Regions from separate parts of the Ovis aries genome. Here all the other regions are linked to region 2. Evidence: chromatin contacts called from public Hi-C data. All regions are on one chromosome and are shown on one strand. Each heading gives the region's core, a stretch centred on a gene start, on an enhancer-like site or on the middle of the called end of the contact. The rest is flanking DNA. Distances are from core to core; before and after follow the strand shown.

What was found. A called contact is a pair of places that touch in the nucleus more often than the background predicts.
Region 1: a contact with region 2 is called in a Hi-C map of hypothalamus, with 3 times the contacts expected there. The contact joins the enhancer-like site here to the promoter of ASCC1 in region 2. A contact is called at or near these places in 10 of 16 Hi-C or Micro-C datasets (blood, hypothalamus, liver and 6 more).
Region 3: a Hi-C map of skin fibroblasts shows a contact between it and region 2, with 5 times the contacts expected there. The contact joins the enhancer-like site here to the promoter of ASCC1 in region 2. A contact is called at or near these places in 11 of 16 Hi-C or Micro-C datasets (blood, hypothalamus, liver and 6 more).

Annotation. Positions count from the first base shown.
Region 1 is chr25:27,602,662-27,607,418 of ARS-UI_Ramb_v3.0, forward strand. It overlaps DNAJB12 (DnaJ heat shock protein family (Hsp40) member B12), which reads right to left. Exons shown (of 9, transcript XM_042241167.1): 6 at 4,007-4,116; 7 at 1,894-2,066; 8 at 1,250-1,347; 9 at 1-739. The coding sequence ends at 575. Among named protein-coding and RNA genes, the nearest start is that of DNAJB12, 14 kb to the right of the region's middle. Within about 2 kb of position 2,975, at least 18 of the 54 cell types and tissues checked have an H3K27ac peak or open chromatin away from gene starts, as enhancers often do. A contact at or near this core is called in hypothalamus, where this site is marked.
Region 2 is chr25:27,521,959-27,526,159 of ARS-UI_Ramb_v3.0, forward strand. It overlaps ASCC1 (activating signal cointegrator 1 complex subunit 1), which reads right to left and starts at 1,326. Exons shown (of 11, transcript XM_004021448.5): 1 at 1,258-1,326. It overlaps ANAPC16 (anaphase promoting complex subunit 16), which reads left to right and starts at 1,112. Exons shown (of 5, transcript XM_060406604.1): 1 at 1,112-1,189; 2 at 2,712-2,846. LOC105604982 (a long non-coding RNA gene) reads right to left here. Exons shown (of 3, transcript XR_006058069.1): 3 at 3,929-4,201.
Region 3 is chr25:27,430,653-27,434,739 of ARS-UI_Ramb_v3.0, forward strand. The region is part of intron 9 of ASCC1 (activating signal cointegrator 1 complex subunit 1); the gene reads right to left. Among named protein-coding and RNA genes, the nearest start is that of SPOCK2, 33 kb to the left of the region's middle. Within about 2 kb of position 1,754, at least 3 of the 54 cell types and tissues checked have an H3K27ac peak or open chromatin away from gene starts, as enhancers often do.

The DNA.
Region 1 (4,757 bases), core at 1,725-4,224, 82 kb after region 2:
AGAGCTTTCTGCATTTACTGGGTGAGAGAGAGGGCAGTTGTGCAGCGTTCGGCCTCCAATTCCATTTTAATTTTTTTTTCTTTTTTTGTCTTTCCTTAAGTGTATAGTCCGTCACCTTGGCTCAGTGCATGTCACCAAAAATTCTCCAGGGATTTCATAGTCTGGGGAGGAGAGTGGTAACAGTTAGCCTGGCAGTTATGTGTCCCGGAGCCTGGAGCTTAGCCCCCACTGACAAGCCAAGTCCTAGGCCCTGCAGTCTGTTCCTCTCTCCCAGCGGCACCAGCGAATGGCCTCAGAGCAGAGCCTGCAGCTGAGGGGACACAGGCAGAAGAGGCAGTGGGCAGAGCACCAGCTGAAAAGGAACCTTGACCAGCTCTGCCCACACACCTCTGGGCCTGGTCCAAGCTGTCCCCTCCAGCAAATGCTGGGAACAGAGCCTGCTGTACCGGGGGGAAAGGTGGGAGGGTGGCGCGGTGGAGCCTGCTACCACCACCTTTAATTTTTCCTCCCATTCCTCTATGCTGAGGGCTCTCTGTTCACTGGACCCTGAACTCGTGACCTTTTGTTCCCTTCCTCAGACCACAGGTGAGATGCATGGGCGGTCAGATGCCTGCAGCTGCCAGGTGAAGAGCTGCTCAGAGTGCTTCCGATCCAGCCAGACTAGCACCAGTCTGGGGGCAGGGCCTCTCCTGCCCCCAGCCTGTCGGCTCCCTCCCACGAGCACCACATTTCTTCCTGCCTGGAAGGACAGGGGAAGAGGAAGGGCTGTCGGCTCACCCATCCCCACATGGTTCATCCTGGTGTCTGCCGGGGAATGTCGGGGGGCTACTGACTGCCCAGTAATACCAGGCGGCCTAGATGCCAGGGCACAGGTAACAGTCTGTAACACTTGGGAAAGGGCCCTGGGGGACCACATGGCTGGAGTAGACCAAGTGAGCCCTGGGCACCCCTCAGTTCTGGAGCCAGGGGGCAGGGTAGAGTGGCATGGAGGCACCCTGGAGGGCTGATACAGACTTCAGTTTCCCCACTCACCCCAGGGCACTCCCAACTCTGCAGGCTGGGGTCAGGCTGAGGACAGGGAAACTGCACCGCGCGATCACTTGGCGCCCTCCCTCCCTCCTCATACCCTCCTCTGCCTCATGACCAAGACCAGAGCTGCCAGGAGTTGCCAGGCAGAGAAGGCCCTGGCTCATACTTGGACCTCGGCGGCACGGCTGGCCCAGGACTATCCATGCAGGGAGGCCTGCACCTCTGACAGTCGGCTGCAGCTTGGGGTTCCCATCTTCTGTGCTTTGTTGTACAGGTCTGTGTCACCAAAGTAGCGGGCCCGGTACAGCAAGCCTTCCTCTGCAAAGCAATGGGGCAAGTTGGGGTGTGCTTCTAAGGCTGCTACGATGTCAGCGTGGTCTGTGCAGGAGGGAAAGGGCAGTTACGGGCCCAGGGACAGGGGCAGAATCCCTTTAGGGTAGACCCCCGCTGGGGAGCAGGATAGAGGCCCCTTTTGATAGAGCACAGGTGAGGCCAGCCAAGGTGAGGACCTGTCATCCTGGGCAGACTGCCCCAGGGCCCCACAGATAGATCCAGATGTCCAATCAGCGAGTGGCCAGGAGATTTGCCCCAATTTCTCTCTACATAGTTACCTATGGCAGCCAAACAACAGGCTGATTGCAGTGATTTATAGGAAGCTGGAAGAAATCCCCAGGTGGCCCCTGGCTCCTAGCCCCAGGGAAACACAGGGGTGGTAGGTGGCTTTTGGCTGGGCCATGGCTGGCGCAGGGCAGGGCCAGGCGCTTGGCCCACAGATCACGGGGGAGCAGCGCCTTCTTCTTCCAAGCTCTCAGGCTTTGTGCACCCCACCCCCACCCCCACACATACAAACACACACAAACTTACTTTGCTGCTTCTCCTTCCAACAGTTGTTTCGAAGATTGGCAATATAATCGTCTTCCACATTCCGTTCAACCATTTTGAGGCTGGAGCCTGTGTACTCCTCAGAGAACGTGTCTGCCACATAGTAGACGACGTTCAGGTGGTCAGTGACTCGCTTGTGGACGTGGCCTACCGACCTGGCCAGAAACAGACCAAGCGCAAAGTGGGCGTGGATCCACAGACCCAAGGTATCGCCAGGGATGACTGGGGCCCGCAACAGAAGGTGCCACACAGGTCACGCGGTAGGGGCTAGAGCAGGAGCTCCCTGCTGCTCTAGAGAAAAGAAAGAGGCTCCCTCCTGTATGAGTGGCCCAGACCACGGCAAGGTGTGCCTCCAGCTCTCGGCTTACCACACTGCTGCCTGGGGCCTCTGGGGAGCAGCCCCTCTCTGGGAGGACCTGGTCAGGGAAGCAGGTTCCACCTGTGATGAGTTGTGTGACCTGAGCTCCCCGTGCTTCCATTCCCTTGTTCATCCCCTAAGCCAATCCTTGCTGAAGGCCTGCCCTCCTATCCAGGGGCTCCCAGTCCAGAGTGGAGAGGCTTAGGGACAAAATGACAGGAAGGATTCTAAGGCACTATATCCTTCCACCTCTTGGAATCTTCTAGCTCCAACTGCAGGCTCTGCAGGCTCAGGGCTTCCCAGGTGGCCCTAGTGGTAAAGAATCTGCCTGCCAATGCAGGAGACATGAGAGATGCAGGTTCAATCCTTCGGTCGGAAAGATCCCCTGAACGAGGAAATGGCAACCCACTCCAGTATTCTTGCTTGGAGAATCCCATGGAGAGAGGGGCCTGGCAGCCTATAGTCCATGGGGTTACAGAGTCAGACGTGACTGAAGTGACTTAGCATAACGCGTGCAGGCTCAGGGAAAAGCCTCTATGTGCTGATAGGAGTCAGTGGTTTGGTGAGGACAGCTTCTGTCTGCCCATTCCTGCCTCTCAGCTCTCTAGCTACAGAGAAAAAGGATGGCATCAGGACACAGAGTGCCTGTGCTGGCTGGTGTGGATCCAGTGGACCGACTCTGCCCCCTGCTGGCTCAGAGGGATCCTGCCAGGCTCCCAGGCTGAGCCTGGCCGCTAGGTGGGAGCACTGGGCTTCTAGCTCTATATCAGATACTTGGTCAGGTGCTGGAAATAAATGAGGGCAGCTGATGCCTTAAAAGGGCAAATAACTTGCCCAAGTTCACCATCGTGGTTGAGACCGTATATTCATTTGACAAATGTTAGCAAGCATTTCTCGGAGAAGGCAATGGCACCCACTCCAGTACTCTTGCCTGGAAAATCCCATGGACAGAGGAGCCTGGAAGGCTGCAGTCCACGGGGTGGGTAAGGGTCGGACACGACTGAGCGACTTCACTTTCACTTTTCACTTTCATGCATTGGAGAAGGAAATGGCAACCCACTCCAGTGTTCTTGCCTGGAGAATCCCAGGGACAGGGGAGCCTGTGGGCTGCCGTCTCTGGGGTCGCACAGAGTCGGACACGACTGAAGCGACTTAGCAGCAGCAGCAGCAGCAAGCATTTCTAACGAGCCTGGCATTTTATGTGTATAACTCATTTAATTATCACAAGCAGATATTCCCATTTTGTAGGTGAGGAAACAAAGGCTCAGAGAAGTTACATAACTAGTCCAGGGTCACAGAGCTGCTTAGTTAGTAGAGGAGCTGGGATTCAAAGCGACCCTTGCTCTGACTCTAGAGCCTCTGTTCTTCTCATGGTCTCAGGGCCCTCAAGCGGAATGGAAGAACAGAGGTTCCTGTTTCGAGGCCAGCAGTAAGATGGGGAGAGTGTCATGAAACCTGTGAAACCACACCCCAAACGGTGTGCACGCACAGCGTTCTAGGGAAAAGAGCCGCAGGTTTCACTGCGTTTTCTTAGGGGACTATGATCCTAAAAAGATCAAGAACCTCAGCTTAACAAGGTCTGTTTTCTTGATTCTAAGCAGCTTCTGCAATTTGATCAGGCACCTGCTGGAAGAGGATGGGAAGGAAGGCCCCTGGTCGGGGCTAAGACTCCAAAGCTCCTGCCCCACCCCACCGTGTACCCACAACCCTGGACTCACCCCAGCGGCAGGTACTCACGGTCTTAGGCTCAGACTGTAGGGTGGACTGGACACCATGAGCTGGCTGAGAGCTGACACGAGGATCAGGATGAGGATGGGCATCAGCTGGACAAACACCCCCAGCCCACCCTGGAGGGAAGAGCCAGTGGTCACCCAGGCTGAACCTGGTGGGGCGAAACGCTGGCAGCAAGCGCCAGAGTGGGGCCCAGGTGGTGGGAGCCTGTGCAGACAGGCCTCGATGCCTCTCTCTCCCAGTCCCTCCCATGGGCCCCCAAATACAGAAACCCCTCTACCTGCCAGTTTCCCCAAATAAAAACAAAGCAGCAACTGGGGTTAAACACTGGGGTGGGAGGTGGGTTTACGTATTTACTTGTGAGAGAATACAAAAAAAAGACGAGCAAAAGTGTCTGCCTTCAGAGGAATGGGAGGCAGGGCTTGAAGGAGGCTTTCTCTATATCTGCCTTTCTGAATTCTGAACCCTATGACTGTATTACCAATTTAAAAGTTGCCAGTTGAGAAATTACAAAATAAATTTGTTCAGTGTGTGATAATTTGTGATTTCAAAAAACTTCTGTATGTTAAATACACACAAAATAAAAGTTTAAAAAATGAATAAACAAAAACAGAAGGCCACATTATCAGAGCAAAAGAGAACCCTCTGCCTGGTATAATTTTAAATATTCTGCAACTGTCCACAGTATTTTAATCTTAGCTAACTGCTGTAATTTCAGTCAGCCACCTGTTCTTATAATCTGTGGCACTCAAAGGAT
Region 2 (4,201 bases), core at 76-2,575:
TCATGGGGTCGCAAAGAGTTGGATACGACTGAGCAACTGAAATGAGCTGAACTGAACTGAACTGAATACATTTATCCTCAAGGGGAGGACAAAAAAATCCTTAACTACTTTTACAGGTGCTAGAAATACATACTCAACAATTAGATCCAGTTGCCTATTAAAACAAAGTTAAAATATGACTTATCCAACATGGTTCTTCAAACTAACACATTGCTGAGGGAAGGAATTCAGTTTCTATAGTCACTGCCAAAAACTGTACATCACTCTGGGAGAAACCAAGTTTCTAGTCACCACTTAATGAATTAACAATTTAGGAAGCAAAGCTTCTTAGGGGTAGCTCTGGTTACGTTTAACCAAGGTTCCTACCACTTATGGCACATGGTCTTGAAACCCAAAATAACTTAAGCGGTCCCCCTCCAAAAAGATCAATCCTTACTAAACACACTAATGCTCAATCTAACCTCAGGAAGTAAATCGCTTTCATTCATTGGTAATCTGCTTACAGAACCAATGAGTTAGTTTCGTCTTGTGAGAAACAACAATATACAAGATAAACAGACTTGAACATCGAAAGAGGAGGCATAACTAGCAATACTTTAATGACATTACACCCTAATACTCAATTCCCCAGGACCTCTCAAAGAAAAAAAAAAAAAAAGGCTCGCCACAAAAGTAGACGTCAGTGTCAAGGTAGGTCCTCAAACTGAGCTGTGGAAGAGAAGGTTGTCTCAGAGATAGCAAACCCTCCATCTGCCTTTCCTATAAGGCCCTGGGCTACAAGACTACTCAGGAGGAAGGATGGGGGAATAGCCAATTTAATCCTGCTCCGTGGTGGTTTGGAGAGACAGAGAGGAAAGCAGGCCTACAAGGTCCGGGAGCGAAGATGAAACCCTGAATCATAAAAGCGAGCAAAAATCAATCCCAGTACGTCAAAGCAAGCGAACAGAGAAGGACTCCGCGGTGGTAGGAAAACCGATGCAGTGAGAGCAGACGAAGGACCCACAAGGTCTCTCCCAGAACCGGGTCTCCGCGGCTCTCCGCCCCGGCCACGCCCACCACTGCACTGGCGCGCGCACGCCGCGGCCGCCGCGGGCTCCCTCCGCACGGGCGCGAGCACGCCGCCGCCTCGCCGTAGAAAACGCAGCCGCTGCAGTTGGGGGCGGGGCTGTAAAGTGCCAAACCAGCTGAGGTAAGTGGTCGAGGGCCCAGGGACCCTCGGGAGCTTGCTGGAAAGGGAGCTGATCCCTGGGATCCTACCTGAAGGGACTAGTAAAGTGGAGAAAGGAGGAGGAGGAACTGGAGCCTGCCGCAGTGGGCGTGTAAGAGGAAATTTCCTCAGGCCGCACGAGACAATTGCGCATGCGGGCCAAGCGGTGGCGCCTGCGCAGTGGGATGGCGCCAGTGGCGTCGCCCCCTGGAGACGGGGGAGGTGGGGTGAGATGGCGGTCTGGGTGGGTGTGGGGTCATGGCTTGGAGTTCGCTTGGGAACAGCTGACATTCTGACCCATCCCCTCTTCAGCCCCTTTCCACCCAAGCTGTTTTTAGCTGCAGCACCTTTTTGATTGGTAATCCAGCTATTTGGAATGATTTCTGATGATGGAGTTTAATGATTGCTTGTCTTTTTGATAAGGAGACTTTTTAAAAAGGATTCTTTTCAAGAATAAGCATGTATCTGCTAGGAAGGAAAGTGGTTTATGAATACGAGGGCATCCCTGCCATGCATGAGGTAAATGTGTTGATCATCCTGTCACTGAACACAGCCATGCAGTATCTCTGCTCTCCTGTAAGACTCTCTACTGCCAATAGTTCCAGCTTCCCTTATTGGGTCAAGTCCCAGCTTATTTCATCATTAGTATTTGAATATTCAACAAAATGTTACTGAGCACTTACCTTGGGCTTGGCAGCCTTATTGGAAAAACAGTTGTGTAAACAGATCTACAGAATGAGGGAGAAAAAACCAATCATGGACCAACCCTCCTGACATCAAACTTTTCTTATCCCCTGCTAACCCTGTGTTCTGTCATTTGTTCCTTATTCATTCAGGAAACACTAATCCAGGTTCTGTGCTAGGTCTTGAGAGTTGAAAGACAACAACTTCCCCTTTTCCTAAGCAAAGGGTTCTTCCTAAGATCATTAACCTTAAAATGAGAGAATGGGGTGCATTATCCCTCTTCTTGAGCATGCACTTTCCATTCTAAGAGACATTTGACATTGACACTCTGTGTCAAATGGAGAGAATTAAGACTTTTCCCATGAGTGTGTTGAAACATACTAAGTATGAAAAATTGGAATCTGCAGGGGAAAAAAAAAAGATTCAGGACTAAATATTCATTGGTAGTTTTGGATAGCTGTTGTTTACTGTGCCTATGAGTGTTCCAAATGCTTTAGTTATATTAACCTTCCTGACACCTCTGATGTAGGTACTATCATTATCTGCATTCTATAGATGAGACAGCTGAGGAGCAGAGAGGTGGAGTGATTTGTCCCGAATCAGACGGCAAGTAACAAAGCCAGGACGTGAACCTGGGCCAAGAGGCTTCAGAGTGAGCTCTTAATCAGTGTGCTGTTTCACCTCTCACAGGGTACATGTTGTTTAGTCGCTCTGTCATGTCTGACTCTTGGCGACCCTAGGGCTATAGCCCACTAGGCTCCTGTGTCCCCATGGGATCCCAGGCAGAAATACAGGAGTCGGTTTCCATTTCCTTCTCCAGGGGATCTTCCCAACCCAGGGATCGAGCCCATGTCTCCTGCATTGACAAGTGGATTCTTTACCACTGAGTCACCGGGGAAGCCCACATAGCACATGACAATGCAGTAAAGCCATTGCTTAAAAAATGGCACAACAAGTAAGCTGAAGTCTGTATGCCTGTGTGCAAACTGGGGGGATTGGATTAGACAGTCTTTAAGGAATCTTGTGGTTCCTGTGAAATGTCAACTCATTTAGCAAACATTTAAATCAACAGCTAGTTGGTATAAGCCAAGCATAATGTTTGGTCTTGGTGATCAGAATGCCTGCCTTTATAGAGCAGTTCCAAACTAGCATTTATTGTGAGTTTCACTTTAACTTTGGTTACCACCTGCTGGTAGCATTCAAAATTTAACCTAAATCTTTAAAGCTAAAAATTACTTCGGTAATCTTTCCATCTCAGCAGAAAACTGCTTATATGTGTTAAGTGAAAGTGAAGTCTCTCAGTCGTGTCCTACTCTTTGCCCCCCATGGACTGTAGCCCACCAAGCTCCCCTGTCCGTGGGGTTCTCCAGGCAAGAATACTGGAGTGGGTTGCCATTTCCTTCTCCAGGGGATCTTCCAGACCCAGGGATCGAACCCAGGTCTCCCACATTGCAGGCAGACACTTTAACCTCTGAGCCACACTCCAATTACTTTAATATGTGTTAAAGTTGTTGCTAATTCTGCACTCCACTTTTCAACCCTGGCTGTTCTATGTCTTGAATGATAGTTCTGAGTTTGAAAGAAGACTGTTCTTTTTATATAGAAAACATAAACCTTTTGGAATCTTCTGTAAATGTGTAGTGTAAGCTGCTATTTTGTTTTGAACTTTTTAAAGGAGACATATATTTGGTACAGATTTTCTCATTTACGTTTGGACCTTTTGATTTTTAAATTTGATATAGTATTAAACACTCACAGCCCCTCTAATTCCTAATAAGCTGTGATTCTAAGATCATTCTTGAACTATTTTGTTCCAGTTTTGGGACACCACCAAGTGATCAATTTGGGTATTACATTTGGATGAAAAAAATTTTTTTAATTTAATGAAAGGGCCAATATGTATTTCCTAACCATTCCCCTTCCTTGGGAACAGAACACAGTGTTATTCTGGAATTTTATTTGGAAAATTTTATAAGTGAATTTCTTGGTGTGGCTTGGTCAGGATGTATCCAAGACAAACTGTCCCATGAGGCATGGTTGTTTTATCCTCATATAATTTATTTCCTCAGTCAAATTGCTACCTTGGCACTGCCATATCACCGTTTCATAACCCATAAATCACCCACAGTCAATCCCAAATGACATAAACGGTTTGCTAATGGTAGGAAGTAGTGTTTTCTGTAGAAAAACTAAGAATAAACATATTTTCACTTAAAATCCTGAGTGACATTTTGGCCCAAGGAGCCTTAAAAGATCGTGGGAGTACAGAGGGTAGAAAAATTTGGAACTAATTCTTGACTAAACTGCATG
Region 3 (4,087 bases), core at 504-3,003, 91 kb before region 2:
CAGTGAATTTAGTAAGTGTCCATGGTGTATAAGCATGAACAGCTCTAACAGAAAGTGGCATCTGCTTAGTGATTCTACTTAAATAAAATTAAAATTTCAAGTCACAGAAATATCAGATAGCAAAAATGACACCACAGCTGTGGTGGTAATGAGAGATAGCAACTTCTTTCTACATTCAATCTGCTGTTATTAATACTGATGTAATAGTGCAATGAAACATTTAGTGATAGATTTTCAAGGACAGGCTTTCTGAAAAAGGTAAGTTTGAGGAAAAAGTTCTAAAGACGAACCACAAGACTAAGAAGTAATTTTCAAGAACAGTATGTAATATGGCTTAGTATTGAACTGAATAATAAAAAACACAATATTTTCTTCCTCAGAAATAATATACTTTCTAAATGCTTGTCTTCCTTTGTATATTTTCTGATATAATTTCTTTTAATATATTCTTAAAAAAATCATGACTGAGTTCTCAATCTAATTTCTCTTCCTTTGAAAGAATAAAAATAAATTCCTTTTTTTCAATATGCTTCTAGTACTCCAAAACAAAGTAATCATTGAAAGCAAACCTCTTTACTAACAGTGTTTAGGAACTTAATTGTGCCTTTGTTACCTTAAGACAAACAGACCACAGAGTTGGCCAGCAACGGGCATGTGAGGCACATTCTGTTTTTTGACCTTGGTAGTAGTTATACTGTTCACTTTATGATTATTCGTTTAAAAGTACATATATGTTTGTGCACTTTTACCAAGAGAATAAATAGCATGCATTTTTAAACATCTTCCTTATAGAAACTTCCCTAAGTAAAAAAACTAAACAAAGCTCTCATTTAAATGTATTCATTCTACTGTCCTCTTAAATACTTTAAGAGCCAGAGATGGAAAAAGAGCAAAACTGAATGAAATACTTGAGTCACTCTTATTTACATCTTTCAAGAAAACTCTCAATGTAGCTAGCTAGATTTAAAACATTCTCAGGTAAAGTACTATTAAATATTAATATAGTAAAATACTGCCAATTCCCTCTTTCTCTAAATTTAAATATTCTTATATATAAAATGGAAATACATGTGCTTTTTACTTGGTTTATATGCTCTAGGATTTTTAAGTATCTAAAGAAATGGCACTTTTGTCCTTTGCTTTTAGACCTACAGTACATTCTGCTGCTGCTGCTGCTGCTGTTAAGGCACTTCAGTCGTGTCCAACTCTGTGTGACCCCATAGATGGCAGCCCACCAGGTTCCTCTGTCCCTGGGATTCTCCAGGCAAGAACACTGGAGTGGGTTACCATTTCTTTCTCCAATGCATGCATGCGTGCTAAGTCGCTTCCATCGTGTCCAACTCTGTGCGATCCCATGGACAGCAGCCCACCAGGCTTCTCTGTCCACAAGACTCTCCAGGCAAGAATACTGGAGTGGGTGGCCATTTCCTTCTCCAGCACTTTCTGTTCCTTCCCAAATATATTACTGTGTCTTTATTTGTACTGTGGAGAGTACAAGCTAGGGCTCTAATGTCTCCTCTTCACCTTGCATTTAGAAGCTATGCTTTTAAACAGTTACTACTGCACCCCTATTCAATCTGCTGAAAGCATAGTCTTGGAATACTGATTCAACTGCATAAGGGCATTTAATGGGTCCCCCAAACAAGACTGCCACTAAGACCACTTCTCCCTCCAGAAGCTGGCAGTCAATGACCATCCTACTTCTAGCTAGTGAGGGAGCAGTTATTTCCTGGCAGAATGTTTTTAGGTCAGCACGATTTCTCCATTTACAAGCTTATCAGTGTGTTACAGATAACCAAATCACATCTTTGCTCCTATCTCTTAGATGAGAAATGGAAACTCTGACAGGACACTATCCTATTAATGAGGCCAAGGTCGTCTTCACTCGCATGTACATCTTCCTTTCAGAGCCATCTGTCAGTCTTCCATAAAAAACTACCATTACTAAATACATTGTTTTTCTTGTTTGAAAAACACAAGGGAATGATTCTCTAGTTGTCAGTTCTTTCAAAGTCCTTCTTAGAATAGTAAAATTCTTATTTTGACTAGGAATAATCAGATACTAGTCTATAATAGCTGCAAGAATTCTCAAAAGAGCTATACAAAAGAAAAACATAGCTTCTACCTCCAAAAGTCATTGGAGATCTTTTTTTTTTTCTTTCTTATTAAGGCATCCAGAACACATATTGCACTGAGTCAAAAGGACCAATTCTCTTCATGGAGTAGAATAGCAATTGGCTGTTACTCATTAAATTCTTACAGCAATGAGCAATGACTCGCATTCTCGTTTTGTTTCTCTTTGAATAGCAGATGAAGTTGATTTTTTTCCAAGGCTGCTTCCCATCACCAGCATTCCTGATCCTTGACCTGTGTAGCTGTTAATATGCTGCACACATATACTTGGGCTCCTTAACAACCAATGCTGTTAACCTTTCTGTTTACTCCAAGTCAGTTCCTATCTTGTTAGTGAAAGTGATTTTTTTTTCCCTTTCTGAACATAATAATTTTATCTGGTACAAAAACTACATATATAATCCATCGGTTTTTTAAATCTCGATTGTTTTTTTTTGCAAGGGATTCAGGGGCCATGGGTTTTCATATTCTAATTGAGAAAGACTTGTAATTCCAAAAAAGTGCACTGCTACAGCTACTTTATAAATATAGCTATTGCCTCTTATATGTCTGGGGAGCAGTGTTGGATGCTACATTTTATCTTTATTCTCAAAGAAAAGTTAATTCCTTTGATTAAATATAAATGAAAGATTATATTTTCTGGAACTAATGATTAAAAAGTAACGTGTTGTATATTCTATCAAAAGATATTTTGTTACAACTACCTGTGTTCAAAGGACCTGTGTTCAAAGGTACTTCTCTTCCTCCATCTCATAATCTGCTACCATCATTTTATACTGTAATTACCTATTAATCTGCTATATCTCTCAGAGATAGGAAGCTCCTGGAAGGTAGGGACTGTATCATGACTGTTTTATCTGCAGAGCACATGGTCTGACAGATAGCACACAGTCAATAGTTCTGTTGGTCTTAGTATTACATTCACCTCAAAAGCCTAATTGTTAATTAGCCAGTTTTAGACTAACTGGCATACCCACTGCCCCAACATTTATGTCGTCAGATATTATCACATTTCAAACAGAGAGGCCCAATTTCAAGTATCTACTGATCTCTGCCTAAACACTGAGCATCTTTATAAAGAAGGTAGAAAAGCTAATTTGTGAGTTTTAAATATTTTTTTCTGATTTAAACTCTGCTACTATCTAGCAGCAACCTTTGGCAAGTCACTTTAACCATATTGGATCTTGCACCCTTAGAGAGTAAAATGAGGAACTGGATTAAATAGTTTGCAAGAACCTCATTGGGCCCAGTTGTAAAATCCCAATTAGGCATTACACAGTAAGGGTACAACTATTACAGCAAGCTTTGTCAACACTAGAGGGAGCTATGTCCATGTTATCATTGGGGTGGGTTAGAAAGATTCCCAAGTCAAGCATCTTTAAATGGTAAACTGACTTTCCAGAATGAGAGAAGTTAAATACCAAACAAGAGACCCATACTGTTCATACAGTCACTTCTCAGGCTACCTGTGATTACCTTCTTACAGATGTTAAAGTACCTCACCCTCAACTTGCATCAATATACCTTTTGGGCTTAATTGTAATTTCAAAGGAACTAAGTTAGCTTGAGTCATTCCAACAGATGTCTTTCCCCATTCCTCTAGCTTCTTTATCAAATTAACAGCAACAAAAAAAGCAAAATAATGAATGCTATTATTTTAAAAGCCTCAGGAAATGAGCTAGAGGAGGAAAGAGATTCATATCACAATAAAGCTGTGGCCTGGGAAAAAAGTTAACTGCAACTGAATTCATTAGCAAATTGCCACTCAAACTGAAGCTACCAGAGCTACTTTGAAAATAAAACTATTCAAAGAGAGGAAAGGTAAGGAAAAGAAGGAATCAACAAAGCTCTGTAATGTGGAAGCTGGAATGCCTGCCTTAAGAGAATGCTGCCATTGCTCTGCTAGGCTCTGCAATAAGAAGCTTGCAGCTGCTGAAGAGTGATGTCATTAATT